2 separate regions of the Anas platyrhynchos genome follow, and region 2 is linked to region 1. Evidence: chromatin contacts called from public Hi-C data. All regions are on one chromosome and are shown on one strand. The core of a region is the stretch at or near the end of the contact, and the rest is flanking DNA. Distances in the headings are between cores, read along the strand shown.

Evidence for each region. Hi-C and Micro-C count contacts between places; a contact is called where the count stands out from the background.
Region 2: a Hi-C map of liver shows a contact between it and region 1, with 3 times the contacts expected there. The contact joins two enhancer-like sites. A contact is called at or near these places in 5 of 8 Hi-C or Micro-C datasets (F1 follicle, F5 follicle, liver and 2 more).

Annotation. Positions count from the first base shown.
Region 1 is chr7:7,107,353-7,112,602 of IASCAAS_PekinDuck_T2T, forward strand. LOC106020455 (a long non-coding RNA gene) reads left to right here. Exons shown (of 5, transcript XR_011810502.1): 5 at 302-439. Among named protein-coding and RNA genes, the nearest start is that of IGFBP2, 11 kb to the right of the region's middle. Within about 2 kb of position 2,724, at least 5 of the 8 cell types and tissues checked have an H3K27ac peak or open chromatin away from gene starts, as enhancers often do.
Region 2 is chr7:7,170,691-7,175,940 of IASCAAS_PekinDuck_T2T, forward strand. It overlaps IGFBP5 (insulin like growth factor binding protein 5), which reads right to left. Exons shown (of 4, transcript XM_027461440.3): 4 at 161-5,250. IGFBP2 (insulin like growth factor binding protein 2) reads left to right here. Exons shown (of 4, transcript XM_027461100.3): 4 at 1-943. Among named protein-coding and RNA genes, the nearest start is that of IGFBP5, 24 kb to the right of the region's middle. Within about 2 kb of position 3,266, at least 2 of the 8 cell types and tissues checked have an H3K27ac peak or open chromatin away from gene starts, as enhancers often do.

The DNA of each region.
Region 1 (5,250 bases), core at 1,474-3,973:
TAAAGTTAATTCCAAACTAGTGCCCATCTGGCCTGCTTTTTGGAGAGCTGAACCCAGCTTTTAGGAGTAACTCAATGAAGTCTTGCACTTTTTTGACCCGTTCAAGGGAGACAGTCCCATTCTTGGTGTGGGAAGGTCCTGTCTGCCCCTGAGGCTGCGCCCACACTGCTCAACCCAGGGCTGGGGCTCCTTTAGCCTTTCTGTCCCTGAGTAATTGCTCTTTATTTATTTATTTATTTATTTATTTATTTATTATCATTTAAAAAAATATATCTCCTTTTTCCCGTTCATGTTGCCCCAGTGAAGAAGAGCTGGTGAGAGGAGGCCTCACCTGGTGCTGGAGTGCTTGGCATGAAAACAACAATACGCTGTTGTTATTTAGTGCACCTGATGTGATAGTCCTTACAGCCGTTCTTCGCTTCAATCGTTTACAAGCCCTGATTTTAGTCCAAAACAAGCTTCCTTGAAATAAAATAATCATTTTCCAGTCTTCCTGTAGAAGCCAAAAGTATTTTAAGTTGGCCTGGTCTGGCCTAAACACAAGGTGGGGAGGGGGTTGGTATGTTGGGGACATTTTAGTAATGAGAGGAAGAATGTGAAAGGAAGGATTAAACCTGGTGTTTTATGTGTATTCATTGAGTCAATTTATAAGGTGCCTTTTGCAAAATATCTTGAGCGCTGCATGAAAAACCACAAAGCAAAATATTTGAAAAATCTGGACGCAAAGCCAACATGTCCCAGAGTACAGCCAGGCAGCGGAGGAGAACCTGGCACCAGGCGAAGTTCTCTAACCACTGGGCACCAGCAGAAGGACATCCGTGGCTGTGGGGCGAGGTGAGCCACAAAGGGAAGGATCTGCTCCTGAAAGCCAGCCAGGAGGGTCTCTGCGGGCAGACAGGTGGCAAGAACAGGGCCCTGTGTGAAGGACAGGGCGGCTCAGGCTGATGTTTCTCCTCCAAGCAGTGCTGGGGTGAAGGACTCTCTGGAGATGGGATGACCCCAGCTGAGCTGGGAGGCCTGGAGGTGACCCACTGCAAGCCCAGATGGTTCGCAAGTGGCCTCCTGATGAAGGATGTGCCAGGGAGGACAACCCATGCTCCCCCCACTGCACTGCATCTTCCCCGGCACTGCTGCCTCTGGCCCGGTTTCAGCGAGAGGCCAATTAGCAGCCCGTTACAGTAATTTCACCTGGCCACGGCGCAGGCACAGCTGTTCGTGGCAAGGCGTGCGTTACGGGATTTTCTCGCTCGCAGCTGAAGGTCAGGGCGAGTGTTGACTCTGGCAGGCCGCGGCCCTGACGGCCTCTTCCAGCTGGATGCGCGGAGCCTCCCCCCGCAGCCGGCGGCTCGGGGCTCTGCTCAGCCCTGCCATAGGGCTGCCACACAGCTTGGCCACGCTCCCCGACCCTTTGGGAAGCACACAAGACCCCGGCATGGCGAGGAGCACGGGCAGGACCACGGTTAAGGAGAGCACTTGGCAGTCACAGGTGGCTGGGTGGACTCCGAAATGGCCCTCGGGGCAGGCACGTGACAAATATTCTGCTGAGGATTTGGCTGAGGTAAAGACCTCAGGACAAAGTTGCAGGGCCTTAATCACGTCCCTTTCTCGATGTATTTTAAGGGTGACAAGGAACTGAAAAGGAGCAGGGAAGAAAAATGGCCACGCTGCGAGCTTTAAGTGACACAAGCCACGTTTTTTTAGCATCTGTGGCATAGTTAATTTCCTGATGCAGCATTTCTTCTGAAAACAGTTTGCTGTAATAAAAGTGAAGGGACACCTTGCCCGGGGGGACAGTGATAAATCTGCTGCACGCAAGGACATTAATCTGCTGTACCAGGGACCTGCTGTGGCTCAGGCTGGGAGACATGAGTGAGATCAAGCAAACATCGTGAATGGGATGGGCTTCATCGCTCCCTTCCCTACTGTCAACCACTTGCCTCTCTTCCAACAAGGAGGAGAGCAAAACGCTTAGAAAACAAGAAAAACAGCTTGTAAAACTACATCTGTTTGCAGTGAGGCCCCAGATAGGACCAGAGTCTGTTTTTAGCTCTTGTTTTTGTCAACTGACTGGAGCTCAAGCTGACAAAGTATCCCCTTGGTTCTTTAGGACACTTGCTAAAAACACTAAGGCTTCAGGCAATCTCTGCTGGGGAAAGGGGTTTGGGATAGGTATCCCTTGAGAATGGTCCATGCTCTTTAATGTTGCCTTCCCAGTGGGGAGGAAGACCTTGTTGAAGCCAGAGATACTCTACATGTCATCCATTTTCCTGATGCACGATCTGCTTGTCCATCCATCTGTCCCAGTCTTGGAAGAGAGGTGGTGATAAGAATTATGAGTCCCTGTCTTTGTGGGGACCCTGACTGAGAAGCACGGGGCAGCGGCACCCACATGGTGTGAGAAAGGCAGCACCACCTGGCTTTCTGTCGCTTGGCTTTCAGGTAATATTTAGAGACCGTCCTTGCCTCGAGGACTTTATTAGCCAAGAGCAGAGCTGATTTACAGCCTGATTTCTTTAGAAGCGTTTGTGTGCCCAGAGCAGAGCGATACTTGTGTGGAAGATGTTAGACTAGGGGCTGATACTTGGCACTGCTGCAAAGCATTGCCGCAGGAGCTGGTTTGCATGCAGGAGGATTTGACCTTGAACTTTCTCCTGCAGTTCAAGCCAACATCCTCTACCCCCTAGGCCTGAAAAATGTTCCTCCCCCTTGTTTTAAAAATACATTTGTTATGTCTAATATCTCTGGCCAGAGCAGTGCTACAGACTTTTACCCGCAGAGCTATGTGGGTCAGGGGTGGGGGGTGATGTGATTTCTGAGTGGCTCTAGCTGGGCTCACTGAAGTCCCCAGTGCACTTACACCAGCAGAGCTGTACTGCTCTGGGGACAGCTTACTGCGGTCACAGGGACGGTGGGTTTACTGTCCCAGTGTGCAGCACAGCCCTGAGAGGCTTCCTGGGCTCACGCTAGGCTGCAGCAACCCCAGGCTAGCTGTGACATCCACACTGCTTGTTTAAGAGTGGGTTTGAAAACTGGCTGAGATACCCAGAGCTTGGACCTGCTCTGGTTCAAAGGACCTGCCAAGGAGCTCAGGCTCTGGCTGTCTGTCCAGCACCGGAGCAGTGCCTTGGACCCACCCAGAGCATGGGAAGCAAGCCTTGTATTTGAGCTGCAGGGCTCCAGACTTCACGCAGGGCATGTGTTCATGCCTGACTAACATAGTGCTTCATGACATTCACTGTGCTTTTGCCCTTTTTGGAGTCAGTACTTACTGTGTCTGTTGGCAAAATGTGTGTTATAGCACCCTTTGTCCTCATGTGAGAGGTTACTGTCACACTGGAAGGGGGGCATCTACTTGCTTTTCAGGGAGAAAAGTGGGTGTAGGGGGTAACTGTGGCAATTTTGCAAGCAGCAGTGTTGGGTATAGGAAGCCACACAGTCATGTCCTTTCTCAGCCACTCCAGGGTGGGTTCTCCAATGAATTCCCAGCAGTGGGGGATCTGCGAGGTGTCCTGAGAAAGAGAAAAGCTCCACCTGCCTGGGAGGGTGCAGGTGAAAGAGCAGGTGTCACAGTGCCACGTGGATCTTGCTATCAAATCTCTCCAGGTGCTTCTCATCACTGCTGGTTTTGCTGTGCCTGGAGAAGCTGATGTTTTCCCACAGGCCACCATTTAAACCTCGTTGGAGCCCTCGTGCAGGCTGCTGCTGTTGTCGGTGCACAGGAATCCTTGCTGGCTTCTGCGCAGCTCCATGCCCTGACCTGTCCCGTGAAATTAAGAGATGCAGAAGCTATTCCTAGGAGATCCTTTGTGTCCGTGTTTTTCTGGGTAGGGCTGGCCCACAAAAAGCCATTGGGATGGGGCTTGTTTCTGCAGTGGCTAAGTGGCTGGAAGAGTTTGAAAGCTGCATTATCTTCCCATCTCATCAGCTGTGCCCTTGTCGCTCCTCTGTTCGACTCCCCCAGCAGAGGCATGTCCCCGGAGCATGGTGTAGCATGGGACAGGCACCTGGGCATGGCCAAACACCCTCATGAAGGCAAAAGCGAGCAGACAGCTGCTGCCCATCTCTCCCTGTGACACTGTATTGAGCCACTGCCCTTAGTAGTGCTGCTCCGGTAAAACCCACCGTGACTGGGAGCTCCACTGGCCCCATACTGGTGCTGGGCTTCCCATTCTCTCTGGCACCTCCTGATTATTCTGGTGTGAACACTGCCCAAGCTGCTGGAAGGCTGGCTTCTTGCTGAGCATTGCAGGAGGAAGCAGGGAGTCCATGGCTGGGCTTTGCCGAGATGGCACTTTTGTGCCCCTTCCACTGAGCCCCTCTCTGCTGGCATTTCCTGGCTTACATGGCATTAGAAAGCAGCCCTTAATTCCTTTAGGGGCATAGATCTCCAAATCTTGAGAACCTTAACTAGAAAAATCTTGTCTCATTTTGATGCTGTGCAATTCAGAGGGTTACAAGTGGAAAGACAAAGTTTTTTTTTTTTTTTTTTTTTTTTTTTTTTTTTTTTTTTTTAACTTACCCTCCACAGCTTTCTATATCCATTGCAGTTTCTAGCTCTGCTATACCTCATGCGTTCAATTTTTCCCTACACCCTCGCCCTCCAGCTACCAGTGCATGCAGCCCTGCAGAAATTTGGTGTTGCACGGGGCAGGAGCCGCCTTTAACCCGGGTGCTCTGCATGTTGGACCCGGCTCGCCGAGCCCCTGGCATCCGGCAGAGGGCAAGCGAGCTAAGAGAGCAATCCCATCCCCGCAGTCCCTCCGGCGCTGCTCGCATCAGGCCCACACCAGCAAACCCAGCAAACTGCCGGGAAACATCCTTTGGGACTGTTTTGGGCTTCCAGCAGATGAGATCTGCTTATTCTAACTCTTTTTTTTCCGCTCTCTACCCAGCTGCATCTTGTCATTTCTCCTGCCCGGTAACTCCAGCATTTATTCTTTGCTATATTGCTGTACTGGCACAGTCTTATATTCAAACTTTAGCTATTATCCACCCTTACAAGTGTGGTTAGATGCAAGCAGGATGCTTTTGTGTTATTTTTCTTTCTGATGAAGCATCTCCTCCTTTCTTTGGTCCACTCTGGAGCACAAAGGCTTGGATCTTGACAGCAGATTCCCTGGAAAAGCTGCAATTTCCCCAGCCTGCCGGCTGCGAGAAGGAGCAGATCCACCCAAGGTGTGCATAAAGATTGCTCAAACTGTTCCTGCTGCTCTTTTATAGCTGTAGTGCATCCCTACGTGCAACTGTTAC
Region 2 (5,250 bases), core at 2,016-4,515, 64 kb after region 1:
CCCAATGTCAGCCAGAGAACCGGTCTTTTTTTGCTCCTCGCCCTGTGGCCCTGCCCTCCCTGCTGCTTTGCGGCACCTTCCGCAGGCAAAAACCCTTTGCCGTGGAGGGGAGGGGGGAAAAAATAAAAAATAAAATAAAAACCAACAAAAAATATCCCACTTCCCCCCTCCATCCCTCCCTCCCCCGAGACCAAAGACTGTAAATACTGCTTCTCGTGTCCTGTTGGTCCTGGCGCGGGATGCGGTGTGGGAGGGAGGGAAGGAGGAGAGCCCCCCTTCCCAGCTGGAACATGCCAGCGCAATGGGGATGCGTCCCCCAAGGGGGCATCACCAGGGGATAGAAACAAGACAGCCCCCCCCAAAACCACCCCTGGCTGCAGCCAGCCCTGCTGGTCCAGGAGGATGGGGCCTCTGGGTGACTGCGGAGCTGAATGCTTGGTTTTCCGAGGGGTTTGGAGGGCTGCTGCCCAGTATTTCTTAGGATCGGCTTAAGCTGAGGGAGCTAAAGTGAACTTGCCGGGGCTGGGTGGAAGGATGCCTGTGTAGATTTAGGATAACCAGCCAGGGAGTGTCTCTCTTTCTCTCTTTCTTTCTTTCTAGATAGGAAAAACTCATCTAAAACCTGCACTCCCAGCAGCTGCTCTTGTCCCTCCATTTTCGCTTGGGACAGGAGTGAGCATTTGCTATTCAGCACACACTTTTTTTTTTTTTTTTGTAAGTACAGTATATATCATGCTTTGTAAAGGCCCGGACACACACGCACCCGTCTGCCCACGTGCACGTTTGTATAGGTTAAAGCCAAGCAATTGCAGGCACTCTGAGAGGTTTTGCACTGGACATGCCGCTCTGAGGACCGATGTGTCTCTGCCATTACTTCACCTGTTGATTTCTTTCTGTACAGAACACACCGACGCTGAGAATAAATAACTTCCCCGTCGCCTAAGCAAGGAGATTTTATTTTTTTTTTTCCTCCCCTTTTTAATGTGGCTACCCTTTGCAAAGCAATTGCAAACATCCTTCTCCTTACATTAAAAGCAAGCAAATTGTCTTAGAGCTTTTTGCAGGACTTTGGGCAGGGCTGGGGGTGGGCATTGCTAACAGAGGGGTTGAGGGGCTGGTGCTGTCACTGTGCTGTCCTTGGAGCTTCTGGAGAAACACCACAGTGGAGTCCTCCTGCTGATATCCCTCATCTGGGGGCTTGAAGCTGGGTAAGGAAAAGCAAAAAGCCCCAAACTTTGCAGGAAAGGGAGCACTGGGATTTGTTGCTATTTTTTTTCTTCCTTCCTGTCCCTATGTTTCACATCTGAAGTGGAAAGAGCATGGATGGTCTGTGTCTATTAAACCCCTTGTGTCCTTGCGGGAGTTTGGAAGTATCAGTGGAGGAGAAAAGGAAAAGACCTCGGGGCTGTGGTGGGAAGGCGATGGAGATGTGTGAGAGGGAGCAAGAACGTATGAGGGGAGGAACGCACCTGCATGCAAAGCCAAGTAACTGTAAAAATGATGCTACCTGTTTTCTGTTAACAGCCAAGGGTGTTCTGCTTTTTCATGTAAACCTTGTGCATGCTGGCTCTCAGCTGCAGTTTGTACTTTTTGTTTTGTTTAGGAGTCAGGAAGTTTTCTTTTGTTTTTCTTTTCTCTTTTGGAAAAGCTGAGCTGCATAAAGTTGGAATAAATTAAATGGGATGCCAGAAAACTGTCATCTTCCCCCCCCCCCCCCCCTTCCCCACTCCCCTCTATTAATAGAGCATGTTTTCTTGCCTGCTGCATCACACACAAATTTGGGCCTGTTTAGCTTTTGCCCTGGGGGTGTTGTAAAATGCCGGGCCCAACAAGTGACACTGGGAGTTTGGCTTTCATCCTCACTGGTCCCAGTTGTACGAGCGGAGAGGAGCTGGTGTCACCCCCATCCCCCCTTCTGGGCCATGCTGCATGCGGTGTTTTTTTGTGGTTCTGCAAAATGCAACCATGCCTTTGAGTACTCTCAAGTCAGCATCTGGCCAGCACATGTGCGGAGACCGTTTCCCTGCCTGATGGTAGCCAGGTTTGGTGGAAAAGGGTGGGTGGTTTTGTCACACTTGGTTTGGTGGGGAGGGGATAGCGGGAGCACCCCGACCAGCCTCGTGCTCGCAGAGCTCTGAGGAAGGGTCCCTCTGCCTGGTGTGGGCACTGCTTTTTGGGGTCGTGGCAGATATTTGGCCGAAGACTGTAAGGGTGAGGGAGCTCTGCTCCTCCCTGCTGCAGTGTTTTAGTTGGTGCTTGTGCCTGACCATGCTGTTGGTTAGCCAGCAGATGGACCTGTTCTCCATGGCTCAGCCAGGTCTTGATGGTTTTGGTCTCCTCTGCCCTCTGTGTGAGGAGTTTTTGGGCTGGGCAGAGTGCTGCTTGGAGAAAAGTCCCCTGGCCGAAGCACAGCGCTTGGGACACACCACCACAAAACAAAGAATAACAACAAACCATGCTATATTCGGTTAAAATCGCAGCATTGAGGGCAAGGCCCCATGTGGCTGGGGTTAACCAGGGGCCTTGTGAGGAACGTGCTGTGGGTGGGCCTGGTAGGCCTTGCCCCTGCTGGGCCTGGGCTGCATGGCCGAGGGAAGGCCGGGCTTTGTCCCCAGAGGGATTTGGGCACCCAAATCCTATGTTTAGCTGTACAGCTCGGGGGGAGCACCCAGAAAAGCACCCCAAAGAGGGCTGGGGGTGGCAAAGGAGCCCAGAGCCCGGCCATGCCTGGGCTACAGTGGGGTCTACTGTAGGGCAAGGGGGGCAAAGAGCTTCTGGTTAGATTGCCCCAGCCTTGTGACATGTCCTCAAGGACACACGTGCACGTACACCTCTGCTGGGTGTCACAGCTTGGGGCTGGGCTTTGGGCTTTCTTCTTGCCCAGCTTTGTGTGTTTTGGGTGATGGGGTGGGAGGTCAGGGTGCAGGGACCCAGCCAGCAGCACTTGGGTATCAAGGAAAGCCCTGTGGGGTCTGGTGTGCACTGGCAAACTGCACTTCTAGTACAGCATACCTTATACACTAGGATAATGCAAATAATATTTAATATAAACAACATAATGAGATAGTTTGTGCAGCTCTAGCTACTCTCTACACCTGCCTGTAGCCATAGCGTGGTGGTAGGGCTATGAATCACTGTCCTGTGAGCTTGGGGGGGTAGTACCCTCGCTTTTGGGGTGGAAAGCCCGCTTTCAGTGCCTTGCATGCCTGACAGCTGCAGCAGCAGCGCCTCCCTGCCCAGCTCAGGCTGCAGGAGCAGCGCAGGCAGGCTCAGCGCGCCGCCTGCTGCCGGCCGCCTCCTGCGCTGTGGGGTGCCCAGCCTTGTGGGGTGACCCCACAGCCTGCTTTGGCCCCCAGTCAGTGGGCTATGGGGTGAGCGGGAGGCAGAGCCAGCCCCGCGTGGTGTAGATGAGGATGGGGGGACGTGGTTTGGCACGCTCCTGGCGACCTCCAGTCCTCATTTGGGGAGGAAGGGGGTGGTTTTGTGTCCTGCCTTGCTTGGGGTGCACGGGGTGATGCTGGCAGCTGGGGTGGATGGAGGGCAGGAGCTGGGGGTGTGGGAAGACGAAGGGTGGTGTGGGTGGAGGGGAGGCTGGATCTGGCATGGGGAAGGACAGGGGTGGTGGGAAGGGGCACTGAGAGCTACCCTGAGGTCTCTGAGGACCACGGCCTGGCTGGGCTGCCCTGCAGGGGTGGTTTGGGGATGCTCCTGCACGCTGGGGTGTTGGGGCAGGACTTCCCCTTGCCTGTGGTTTTTTGAGGCTCAAACATCGTGACCCAAACTGTGGATCTGTTTGGGGTAGCAGCTGGGAGCTCAGCATCACTGGCACCAATCTCTCTCCCCCAAATAACCTGGCAGAACCTGCTGTAAGCTCAGCCTTGCAATTTTCCTGCTGCCTTAGCAGATTGCTCCGGAGTCTAAAGCTCTCCTAAACCCTTGCCACCACACCAGCCCTGCCCTGGTCCTCCCGCAGCACCCTGCGGGGCTGGCTGAGCCTCCCCGGGCACAGTGTGCTGAGGGCAGGGCCGGCACACAGACGCTCCACGAGGGTCAGGCACGAGCTAACTGAATGCATAACTTTATTAAATAAATGCTTTGTCATGAGAAAAGACAAAGATCAAAGAGTAACATAAATTATAAGTTGAATAAATAGTATACAGCAATCTTCACTTTTTAATAAAATGTGAGATTTTTTTTTTTTTTAAGTACAAAATGCTAAACAGAGCATTAAGCTCTTCTTCCATTGTCAGTTTTTCACAAACTGCTTTTTTTTTTTTTTTTCCCACCAGTAAGATTATGAGTATTTCTTGTTTACTGGAAAAAAAAAAAAAATCAACGAAAACAAAACGAAACGAAACAACAGAGCTACCGTATGTATGTAAAGCTATAAAAAGCTACCGTAAAATGTGTAGTGAGTATTGCTTAAAGATTTAAAAAAAAAAAAAAAAAAAAAAAAAAAAAGACCAGGCAGGAAACTCGGAATCTGGTGTGTGTGAACTAGTGTGGGTGACGGTGGGCGACGTGCGCGGTGACGTCTGTCCCAGTGGCAGTGGCGGGCGGCTGGCGGGGCTGGGGACAGGGCACGGTGCGCAGGGCTCCTCGCCAGGGCCAGGACAGCGGTCTGGAAGCGAGGTGAGCTGTCGGTTGTTAAATATACAATGCTCCGTTTGGGAAAAAAAAAAAATCAGTAACAACACAAAAAAAAGAAAGAAAAAAAAAAACACCAACAAAAAGAAGTTTTCACGGGGAAAGGGGAGAAAAAGAGAAGGAGGAAGAGAGAGAGGGAGCAGAGAAATAGTGCAAAATGCTCTTGTACTAGTGGTTTTCGAAGGCCACTGCAGTACAGACAAGGGGTAACCCAGCTGCTGAACATCTCCCCTGGGAGATGTGGTCCAAGGGCTGTCCTCACCCCTGCTCCAGCCTTTTCCTCTCACCCGGCGGCCGCTGGTGCGTGAAATGGCCGGCAACCTCCCTGTGTGCCTCGGTCCCCGTGCCGCGTCCACCCCTTCTGGTTTCCCCACCCGAAAGGCAAAGCGGGTCCCTCCACCTGCCCGCTGAGAAGGGCAGCACTTGGTCACCGCCCGATGGATTTTGGAGCTCGTGGGGCCACAGCTGGGACCCACGTTGTATGGGGAGGACAGGGAGTCCTCCTCTGTCCCCCTCCCAGTGTCAAGGTGGTGGCTGCATCGTTAAGGCCACCACCAGGCTGGTCTGTGTCCCCTGGGAGCTGAGTTCTCCGAAATAAACGTC